Linked DNA regions of Sus scrofa: region 2 is linked to region 1. The links are chromatin contacts, called in public HiChIP or PLAC-seq maps. All regions are on one chromosome and are shown on one strand. The core of a region is the stretch at or near the end of the contact, and the rest is flanking DNA. Distances in the headings are between cores, read along the strand shown.

Evidence for each region. HiChIP or PLAC-seq counts read pairs in DNA pulled down with a chosen protein or histone mark.
Region 2: an H3K27ac HiChIP or PLAC-seq map of alveolar macrophages shows a contact between it and region 1. The contact joins the promoter of TEF here to the promoter of PMM1 in region 1. A contact is called at or near these places in 1 of 47 Hi-C or Micro-C datasets (liver) and 2 of 2 datasets of contacts at active chromatin or transcription factors (alveolar macrophages and skeletal muscle).

What each region holds. Positions count from the first base shown.
Region 1 is chr5:6,961,945-6,967,585 of Sscrofa11.1, forward strand. It overlaps PMM1 (phosphomannomutase 1), which reads left to right and starts at 3,055. Exons shown (of 8, transcript NM_001184895.1): 1 at 3,055-3,473. The coding sequence starts at 3,387.
Region 2 is chr5:7,133,343-7,138,964 of Sscrofa11.1, forward strand. TEF (thyrotroph embryonic factor) reads right to left here and starts at 1,829. Exons shown (of 5, transcript XM_021091460.1): 1 at 1,072-1,829. The coding sequence starts at 1,228. LOC110260634 (a long non-coding RNA gene) reads left to right here and starts at 3,837. Exons shown (of 2, transcript XR_002343884.1): 1 at 3,837-5,622.

The DNA of each region.
Region 1 (5,641 bases), core at 1,805-4,304:
TGGGAAGATGCAAGAGTCTGGGCTCATTGAAATTGTTCCTTAAAAATGCATCTTAGGAGTTCCTGTTGTGGCGCTGCAAAACGAATCCGTCTAGGAACCCTGAGGTTGCAGGTTCAATCCCTGGCCTTGCTCGTGGGCTATGGATCCCATATTGTTGTAAGCTGTGGTGTAGGTCACAGACGCAGCTTGGATCCTGCGTTGCTGTGGCTGTGGTACAGGTTGGCAGCTGTAGCTCTGATTCAACCCCTAGCCTGGGAACCTCCATATGCCGCCAATGCGGCCCTGAAAAGCAAAAAACAAACAAACAAACAAAAACTCTGCCAATCTCCAATGCATAGAATATTTCCTGTTTTTCTCTATCCTGAATTTCCCTCAGGGCCCACCATGGGGGTGGGCTGCAGGGGTAGATGGTGCCATTCTTCTAGAACTGGAATGCCAGGCAACATTCACGTTCCACAATGATCTCATAGTCTTACTAGATAGGGATTCAATCTTTTATATAAATGAAGATGCAAAGGAAGGCAACCTGTCCAAGTCCGTAGTTATCAGGGACATAACTGTCCTCCATTCTGCCTCCAGTGATCTCCCAGGGTACCATGGCAACTGAGATGGAAAAACAAACAAGCCAACCAAAAAGCATGATGCACAACATTGCCACTCACTCATAGGTACGTGGATGTATGTGTCTCTGTAGGATCAGAACGGCCAGAGTTGATCAGAGGCATCAGGGTAAGGATGGTGGATGTGGCAAAAATGCCTGCTTACCCAGGCACACTGGCAAACTGGAGGGCAACCCCTGGGAGTAGAGAGGGAAGTAGAGGTGGGCCTTTGTCTCTGGCTTCTGGTAGAAGAAACAGACAATCTTTGAGGGGAGAAAGCTATAGCAAATGCAGCATAATACCAACATCCAGGGAGAGCCTGCTATTTTTTCCATTAGAAAAGTAGGATTGGAGTTCCCATCATGGCGCAGTGGTTAATGAATCCAACTAGGAACCATGAGGTTGCGGGTTCAATTCCTGGCCTTGCTCAGTGGGTCGAGGATCCGGTGTTGCCATGAGCTGTGGTGTAGGTCGCAGACGCGGCTCGGATCCTGCGTTGCTGTGGCTGTGGTGCAGGTTGGCAGCTGTAGTTCCGATTCAACCCCTAGCCTGGGAACCTCCTTATGCCGTGGGAGCAGCCCTAGAAGAGGCAAAAAAAAAAAAAAAAAGAAAGAAAGAAAGAAAAGAAAAAAAAAGAAAAGTAGGATTATGATCTTTTTTTTTTTAAGTAAAAAAATTTTTTTGTTGTTGTTGCTTTTTAGGGACACTCCAGGATTATGCTTTTTCCATGTTAAATATTCTACAACATAGGTGTTTTTTTTTTTGCTTTCCTTTTTTCTGCTTTTTAGAGCCGCACCTGTGGCATATGGAAATTCCCAGGTCAGGGGTCAAATTGGAGCTGTAGCCGCTGGCCTATGCCACAGCCACAGCAATGCCAGATCCTAGCCAAATCTGTGAACTACACCAAAGTTCGTGGCAATGCTGGATCCTTAACCCACTGAACAAGGCCAGGAATTGAACCTGTGTCTTCATGGATACTAGTTGGGTTTGTTACCTATGAGCCGCAACGGGAACTCCTAACAACACAGATTTCCAAGTCCTCACAGCAATTCATCTTACTGATGGATCATAATTTAACTGATCCCCAATTTTTTTTCTTTTTTTCTTTTTCTTTTTTTTTTTGGCCTTGCATGCTGAAGCTCCCAGGCCAGTGACCAGAGCCACAGCAGTGACAACACCGAATCCTTAACCTACTGAGCCACCAGGGGACTCCATCCTTTTCTTATTTTCTAAAAGCTGAATTGCTGGCTCAAAGGGTCTGCACATTTTTTGTTTGTTTGTTTGTTTTTTAGGGCCGCACCCACTGGCATATGGAGGTTCCCAGGCTAGGGGTCAAATCAGAGCTACAGCTGCTGACCTAGACCACAGCCACAGCTCCGCGGGATATGAGCTGCATCTGCGACCTATGCCACAGCTCAAGGCAATGCCGGATCCTTAACCCAGTGAGCGAGGTCAGCGGTCAAACCTGAGTCCTCACGGATACTAGTCGGGTTTGTTAACCTCTGAACCACGACAGGAACTCCAGGGTCTGCACATTTTTAAGAGTGGACATGCAATAGCTGTTTAATCAGTAACAGTATCAAGCACATTTATACACATTCTTTGGAGAGGGCCTGCTCTGTGGGATCTTTTCTTTCTTTTCTTTTTCTTTTTTTTCTTTTTAGCACCACATCTGTGGCAAATGGAAGTTCCTAGACTGGGGATTGAATAGGAGCTGCAACTGCCGGACTAGGCCACAGCCACAGCAACTTGGGATCCAAGTCGCCTCTGCGACCTACACCACAGCTCATGGCAACCGCCAGATCCTTAATCCATGGAGCGAGGCCAAGGGTGGAACCCGCCTGCTTTTGGATACTGGTCTCTTTGAAACCAGCTGAGCCACAATGGGAACTTCTATTACTTCTTTTGAAGTGCAAAGCAACCCTACAAAGTAGGTGGTGTTTTTCCCATTTTACAGAGGGAAACAGGTAAAGAAGTCTTAGAGAGGTGAAGGGACTTGTCCAAACTCACGTGGTTGGTGAAGCTGGGAAGACTATTTAGAACTGACTCCAAAGTCAAGGTGATGGTTAAATAGTTGTGAATAGAGAGGAGTCCAGGTAAACCATTAGCTGTGCTTTATGGAGTGGACAGAATGACAGCAGGAGTAAGGGTCGGAGAAGGTCATCTGGCAAACCCCAGAGGCTGAGCAAAGGCCATCAGCGGATTTCTTTAAGCTCATGATTTGTAGGTCAAAGGCATTAGTGACCGGGCGAGTCCTAGATTGACTGGCAGCGGGGAGAGTTGTGGGAGGGTGGCCCCCCCCTACACACACACACTCCCCCGGATCTCCCCACTCCCACCCCGGACTCTGCACTGCCGCTCGAGGCTCCGCCCTAGTCCAGCCCCTCCTCGGCCAGTTGCAATCAGAATCACCCCGCCAAGGGCCAGCCCTGGCCCCGCCCCTCCCTTCCGGGTTCTTTCCCTCACTTCCCGCCGGACCCAAGTCAGACCCGGGCCCAGGCCCAGCCTCCATCTGGTTTGCAAAAATCCGAAGGACCCTGCCGGGCTTTGCTCCGCCCTATGCTACGCCCCTTCTCCGCCTGGTACCATCAGAATTAACCTCCCGAGTGAGCTCAGGCCCCACCCCTGCCCGGTACCCCGGGAGAACGTGCCCTGGCCCCTCCCCCTCTTCTCTGGGCGCCGTCCGGATGGCCCCGCCCCTCCCAGGCCCCGCCCTGTCTAGCGTCTTCCCCACGCGGCTCCGGCGGCCGCATCCTTCGACTCAGCTCCGTGAGCTGAGCTGCAACCATGGCGGTCACCGCTGAGGGCGCCCGTAGGAAGGAGCGCGTCCTCTGCCTGTTTGACGTGGACGGTACCCTCACGCCGGCTCGCCAGGTAGGGCCTCGACGTTCAGAAGCTCCTGTTGGGAGTGTCACGCGGACACCTGGAGGCCGAATGTGTGGCCTCCAGCAGCGTGACCCCAGATCCCCCGGGACTGTGTGTGAGATGCCGGAACACACCCGGCCCCTGACACCCCAGGGCCGCCCTCTGGGAGTGATGGGAACCCGGTTCCCCACGTCACAGGCCCCGAGCGTCCGTGCCCTCGTTCTGCCTGAGAGCGAGGGGGGGTGGGTCGGATTCTGGAGGGAGGAAGTGAGCGGGGACCTGGTCCCTCCGCCGCCAGGCCTGGCTCCACGCTCCCACCTCCCCAGCAGTGACTCCCACCCCAGTTCCAGCCCAAAGAGGCACCAGTAGCCCGATGCTGGCTTCTGAACCTAGGGTTCCATACAGGGGCTCAGTGCTCCCAAGCGTTGGAGTCCCAATCGGGCGGGGGCCGGGGGTGGGGGAGTGTCTCCGAGCCAGCCCACCGACCTTTGCAGACTTGGGCCGCGTCTGGTTTCTCAAGCCCCTCCTCTACTTTCCCTCCCTCCCAGGCCCATCCCCCTCCTCTTGGAGGGAAGGAGGGCTTCTGTACCATTTAGGCAGAGTTTTGGGGCTTCGCCCACTTGGAGGGAGGGGCTCGTCTGGTCACCATGGGAATCTTGTGGTACCGGGTGGGCGGGAGTGCAGTTTCCCTTCTAAAAGCATCTCACCAGGTTGATGCTCCAACCTCTGCTCCACACTCAGTTTTTCTCCCTTCGGGTCTCACCCAGGATGAGCCCCCAGACCCGCCCTCACCAGGTGGGTTCATGGATGAGCAGGCTCTTTCTTGCCCTCCAATCTGGGTCCATCAGGACCTCCTGAGGAGTCTCCTAGAGCAGGGAGCCAGTAGAGGTGGGTTGCCTGGCAGAGGCTGATGGGCAGCCAGGTCTTAGTCTCCCCTCCCCTTTGTGAGGGCCCTGGGCCAGCAAGAGGAATCAGGCCACCTCACCTTCCAGCAGCTCCCTGAGTCCTCAGGGATGCAAGGAAGAAGACAGTGGAGCGAGGGTAGCAGGGCTGAGGAACAGTGTCCACCCCTCCCTCTGACCCTTAGCTCCACTAACCTGACAGCCTGAACAAGAACAGTGGCACTGCTGGATCTGGCCTTAGCACTTTTTAAAAGTTAATTTTTAATTGTACACGTACTCGTGAACACGTTCTCTTGTAAAGAATGAAAACAGAACAGAGAAGGCTGAAGTCCCCTGATTAGTCAGGATCCCAAGCCCAGCCTCATCCCCAAAGTTGTGAGGTTTTCAAAGTGCGTTTGATTGTTTTTAATAAGTGGTATCATACTGTGTGTGTCTTTCTGCAGCTTGCTTTTGACAATAAACAGCGTGTCTTGGGGCTCTTCCGTGTTGGAAGCACAGTCCTGCCTTATTCTGTTGTGGCTGCAGTATAGAATTTCAGTGCAAGTGTGTGCCATTCTCTAACTGACTAGCTTATTTGTCTGCAGTTTTCTTCCTGTTATAAACCCTACCCAGTGAACATCCATAATGCACCTGCACAATTCCATAGACGGGGTACTTGCATTTTAAGTTTTAATAGATCCTGCCAAATTACCCTCCAAAGTAGCTGTACCAGTTTACCATCTCACCAGCAACTTGAGAGTGTTTGTGCTCTGTCCGCTCTAGATGTTGTCAGCTTTGAATAACTGAATGTTTGGAAACACGGCTTACAACTCATTAGTTTACACATTTCCTTGACAGGGAATCTTTTCAAGTGATGAGTCACTAGTCAATTGCTTATTCATTTCCAAACACCACCTCATTTAAGCCTTCACAGTGACCACCTCCAGGCAGTTGCTACTATGATCCCCATTTTAGAGGTGGGACAACTAAGGCAAAAAAAAGGCAAAGCCGGAGTTTCCATCGTGGCTCAGCGGAAACGAATCTGACTGGTATCCATGAGGATGTAGGTTCGATCCCTGGCCTCACTCAGTGGGTTAAGGATCCGGTGTTGCCGAGAGCTGTGGTGTAGGTCACAGAGGCAACTTGGATCTGGTGTTGCTGTGGCTGCGGTGTAGTCTGGCAGCTGCAGCTCCCCAGTTAGACCCCTAGCCTGGGAACTGCCATATGCTATGGGTGCAGCCCTAAAAAGACAGACAGACAGACAGGAAGAAAGGCAAAGCCATTTGCTTAAGACAT
Region 2 (5,622 bases), core at 579-3,078, 170 kb after region 1:
AAGGCTGGTATTCACAGAAGGCCCATTCCTTCCCACATCCATGAACTACACCAATGGTTCTCGGAAATTCAAATCTTTGAGACTGAAAGCATCCCTCAGTGCATCTAAAACTCCACTATAGGTGGCACTCCTGCCACTCCCTGAACCTCATGTTCCCAGGCCAAAAAACAAGGCCAAACCTGCTTTCCAGGTAGGCCCCAGGGACCTCTGTGGCCTAGGAACCAAGACAAAGCCCAGCCCTGCCACTGTGGCCCCAAAGGCTAGGGTCAGCCCCAAACAACCAGGTGAAGGGCCTCAGTAGCTTCAGTCTGACCCTCATCCCTCTACCTGACTCATGTCAATCCCCCCTCAGAAGGCCCTCCCATCCCTTCTCCTGACACTCCTCCCCCACCTCAGCAGCAGCCCTGAAATTCATTTCCAGAAAACCTCCAGCGAGTACCTACCTAGTAACTGGGAATACTCACTGGAGGGGAAGAAGACAGGTCCTCATCCCCAGAGAGAAAGCCCATATATAAAGACAATTCGCTACTGTCTATCAGGGTATCTCAAACTTCAGTGGACTTTGGAATCACAGAGGTGGGGTGGGGTGTTCCTAAAAATGCAGATTCCTGTCCCAGGAGCCGCAGATTCAGTGGGTGAAAGGTGAGGCCCAGGAATCGGCATTCTAAACAAGCATCCCAAGTGATCCTGATTCAGGCGTTCCAGAGAAGGCGCCCTCGAGCGTCATTTAAGTGGCTGCTGCGACCCCCATCAGCCTCCTCAGTAACCCCTACGCGTTGCATACACTCGAGGCCGCCCAAAGGAACCTCCTCACCCCGACTCCCACCCTACCCTCTCCCTCCTGACCCCTCCCCGCCAACCCCTATCTGACCCAGCCTCGCTCAACTCGCCCCTGACCTTCTCTTCCCAATCCCTCTGTCTCGCCCTCCAGGGCCCTTGTCATCCCTGGTCCCATCCCCCTCTGCTGGACCACTTCACCCTGACCTCCGACCTCCCCGGCCCCGCCCTCACATAGCCCCGCCCTTGCAGAAACCCCGCCCCCAGGCGCGCGCGGACCCTCCCCCCCCTCACCGAGGCGCGCCCCGCGCGGGGGGTTCTCCATCAGCTTCTTCAGGACCAGCGGGAAGGAGCCTGGCAGGCCCCTTTCCCCAGCTGCGCGCCCCGGCCCCGGGCCCGGCCCCGCCTGCGGCTCTACAGGCGGCTTCTTTCCGCCGCCCGCGTCGGACATCGTGCCCCGCGCTCTGCTCGCGCGCCTCGCCTCCCCCGCCCGCCCCCCGAGATGGGACGGAGCCGTGCGACCCGCCGCAGCTGCCGACACGGGCGGCTACTGCGCAGGCTCCCGGGGGCACCCCCGCCTCCCTCCATCCCTACCCCGCCTGCGGACTGGCTCTGGCATATTAATTATTTATGAGTCCAGGCCAGCTTCCCCGGATGGCGGCCTTGGATTGGTCCGCCTTGAGAGGGGGGCAGGCACAGCCGTCCCGGCCGTGATTGGTTAGGCCGCCCGGATAAACGAGACACGTGCGGGGCCAGGTGAGGAGAAGGGCCGAAGGCCCCGCCCCATCTGCCTCTGTGTCACCTGATTGGCGCCTGGTAGAGTCAGGGTCTTAGGCCCTTTTCGGCTACAGCCCCTTCCCCTCTACCCAAGGTTTCACCTTCGCCTCCCTGCTCATAATACCCCTCCTCCTCTCGGACCACCGTTACCGCTCTCCCCTCGCACCCCAACCTCTCCACTTTCCGGACGCGCCACTGAAGGGAGGCGGAGCTGGGAGCGGCCATGCCGGCGGGGGGAGCCTATCAGAGAGCCCCCCGGGGCCACGCGGCCGTCCCCAACTCCGCGGGTCACGTGGAGCCACAGCCGAGTCCAGTTGCAGGGGGAGGGGAAAGAGGTGGAGGGCGCGAAACAGCCAATGGAGGGCGGGGGCGGGACCCGGGGCGGTGCACGAGGCACAGCACGTGCGGGGTTGCGGCGGGGAGGGGAGGGCCGGTTCTTTTGGTTGCGGGGACTCTGTCCAGGGTCGTGGGACCTGGACGCAGAGCCCAGCCCTTACCCCGCCGACCCGGAGGTTGGCTGAGGGCAGGGCCGGGGACGGCGGCCTGCCCATCGTAGGGACAGCCGGAACAGGCTTGGCTGCCGCTGAAGCGGGTGTCAGGTTCCCCGCGGATCCCGGGTTTCTGGCGCGGGCGTGGCGGCCAAATAAACACGAGCGTGGAGGAGCATTCTTGAGGTCGGGGCGGGGTGGTGGAGAGGAAGGGCGCGGCCCTGAGCCGGAGCCGGAGTGCACGCTTCTGTCCTCCCAACTTACTAGCTTGTGACCTTGGGAAAGTCCAGTTGCTTCCCGGAGCCTCTTTTCTCGCCCATAAAATTTCGGGGTTGGGCTAGATAATCTCTAAAGTCCTAAACGGCTCTGAAAGCCTGTTTCTCTTGAGGACCTTGGCTTTTTCTACAGGGAAAAAAATAAAACTCCTTCACTCAATCTACAGAGTACACACCTCGTGGGAGAACCACCGCCTCTCAAAATATAAATACTTCCTGGGAGTTCCTCAGGAAACCGGGAAAATGGAGAACGTGAGCGGGGTCCACAGATGTGGGGACCTTTCAGGAAGCTGCTCCTAGCGGCACCAGGACTTTGTACCTCTTGATAGCACAATTCATACTCTGCCTTGAACTCAGTGTAGACTCTCCGTGCCTGACAGGGCAGGGACTTTGGCTTGTTTATCCTGTATCCTGCCTGTGACTCGCGCCTTCCAGTAGCCGGGCTGGGGAATGGCAGAGCCCAGTCCTTGGTTCACGGGGTAGGTGCTGACAGCAACACCCAGCTAGCTGAAAGTGGTCAGGCTGGTATAATGAGAACTTTGCTGGGCACTGAGGAGGAAAAAAGCGCTTGGGCCCCTGAGCAGGCCTGGAAAGCAAGAGGTTTGAAGAAACTCTGGGTGATGGTCAAGCCAGGGTGGTGGCATCTGACTCCAGAAATCAAGGTCTCCCGGCCATGCTCATTAGATGTCAGTTATTTTCTGAATCTGATACCTCCCACCAATTGCTTCATCTCTCCAGGCCTCCTTGGTTTATGTCAGATGGAGATAGGGCAGGATTTACCTTCCCAGGCTTCCGTTAGCCAGTTAGTGTAAATGCAACAAATGGTAATGACCATAGCTTTACTAACACCCATGGGTACAAGTTCATGGCTTGGTGTATCCGTTATCCTACAGGCAGGTTGGTGCCCATGTCACTCCCTGTTGAGCGAAAGTACTAAATTGTGCACAGAACTCAGTTGTTGTTAGCGGGAATTCTGTATGTGGCTAAACTAAGACATCTCTAGAATAAACTGACCTAGAGGTTTTTAGAAATAAATTTCAGAGGGCAGTCCAAGGAAACTGATTAAAACAATGTTGGAAGCTTTAAAAATAACTAGTTTGGTTGTGGAGAGACTTGCTGGATTAGGGCTAAACGTACATTTTCATGGCTAATGTGACATTATTTTATTATTTTTTGCCTTTTAGGGCCGCACCCGTGGCTTATGGAGGTTCCCAAGCTAGGGTCGAATCAGAGCTACAGCAGCAACATCAGATTCGAACCGCAGCTGCGACCTACACCACAGCTCACGGCAACACTGGATCCTTAACACACTGAGCGAGGCCAAGGATTGAACAGGCAACCTTATGGTTCCTAGTTGGATTCTTTCCCCTGAGCCACCATGGGAATTCCCAATGTGACATTGAAGGGAAAAAATTTCTCAAGGTATGAGAAGAGGATTTATAGCAACATAACAGTGGAAAGTTACATTTGTTTGTGACAGGTGGTATGTAATGAGATGTAGTAAAAGTTTAGATTTTTTTTTTTTTTTTTTAAGCTGCAGTTATCCAGTGCTACCCGACTTAAAACCTAGCCTGGAGCAACTAATCTAAGAGGCAAGTAGCACAGGGGAGGAGCTCGGTGAGCTGGTTAGGGCTTTAAAAATTAGTTTCGATTCGGTTCTCTGTTCATGTACTACATTCCCGAAAGAGGTTTTTTTTTTTTTTCCCCTTGGATAACCACGGTAAAAGGCGTGTCACAAACACCGCGGGAACTTTATAAACATGTTCTCTCTCGTGCTTACTTGCAAGCTGGGAGGCGCGCTACCCTGCCGCCTGGCAGCTTTCAACAGCACCATCCTGGGGGCGGGAGCCATTATGTTTTTTTCTCATTCTCCAGCCGCAGCATCCTCTCCCTGGCTCTCCCTGGCTCTGCCGCCTCTCCGTAAAAGTGGGACTAACAGCGTGGCCTTGCCCCTTCTCTTAGTGGAGGAATGCATGTTGTGAGAATTAGCTAAGGTCTGTAGTGTTTGTGAGCCCAACAAAGAATTAAAGTCTATAGGAAGAACATGTTATTACATGGTGAAGACTAGAGCTGTGAAATGGCACCTTGGAATTCTGTAGAAATAGGGTTTCAATCAGTGCAGCAGCTTCTTGAGGGAGGCGTGGTCCTGGGGCAGCGGCGCCTGGGTGGGCATGGGTAGAGTCTCCCCTCGGCGGCTGACCAGCCACCTGGCCTTGGGCAAGTGACTTCTGCTGCCTACACCTCAGTTGTTTTTCTCTTGGAAACAGAAATGGATATGCTTCCCTCACAGAGTGGTGATGAGCTGATGTGTGGGGAGCAGTGTCAAGTGCCAGCCTGAACAGTCTATGGAGTGGAGAGGGTGGACCTCCACCTTTCTTATTTATTTTTATTTTTTGGTCTTTTTAGGGCCGCACCTGTGGCATATGGAGGGGTCACATCGGAGCTACAGCTGCCAGCCTACAACACAGCCATAGCAACACCAGATCCAAGCTGCGACTGCGACCTACACCACAGCTCAAGCTCAGAGCAACACCAGATCCTTAACCCACTGAGCGAGGCCAGTGATCGAACCTGCGTCCTCGTGGATCCTAGTCAGATTCGTTTCCACTGAGCCACGGCGGGACCTCCAGACCTCCACCTTTCCTCTGCTCTTAGGTTGTGCCAGGTCAGGAGGAGAATTATTTGGGGATAGGGAACAAGGCTGGGAGTGGGTTCCAGAGTCTAAGCTACAGAGAGAAGGGATGTGAAATGTCCATTTTCCAGAGCTGGACCTGCTTTTTTTTTTTTAATTTCATTTTATTTTTTGCTATTTTAGGGCCACACCTGCAGCATATGGAGATTCCCAGGCTAGGGGTTGGATCGGAGCTACTGTTGCTGGCCTACACCACAGCCACAGCAACACAGGATCCGAGCCATATCTGCGACCTACACCACAGCTCACAGCAATGCTGGATACTTAACCCACTGAGCGAGGCCAGGGATCGAACCCACATCCTCGTGGATCCTAGTCGGGTTCATGAACTGCTGAGCCATGACGGGAACTCCTGGACCTGCTTTAAATTCTACTCTTGTGTTTCAGAAAGTTGCTAACCAACCCAAATAAATAATTTAATTTGACTGAGCATATGCAAAACAAGGGCCTTTCATTAAACCATTATACCAACTTGGATTATTTAAGCTTGAAGTTCAGAGGTGCTAAAACTCCAGCTTTTTTTTTTTTTTTTTTAAATGGCCATATCCACAGCATATGGAAGTTCCCAAGCCAGGGACCTACCAGTGCTGTAGCTGCAGCAACACCAGATCCT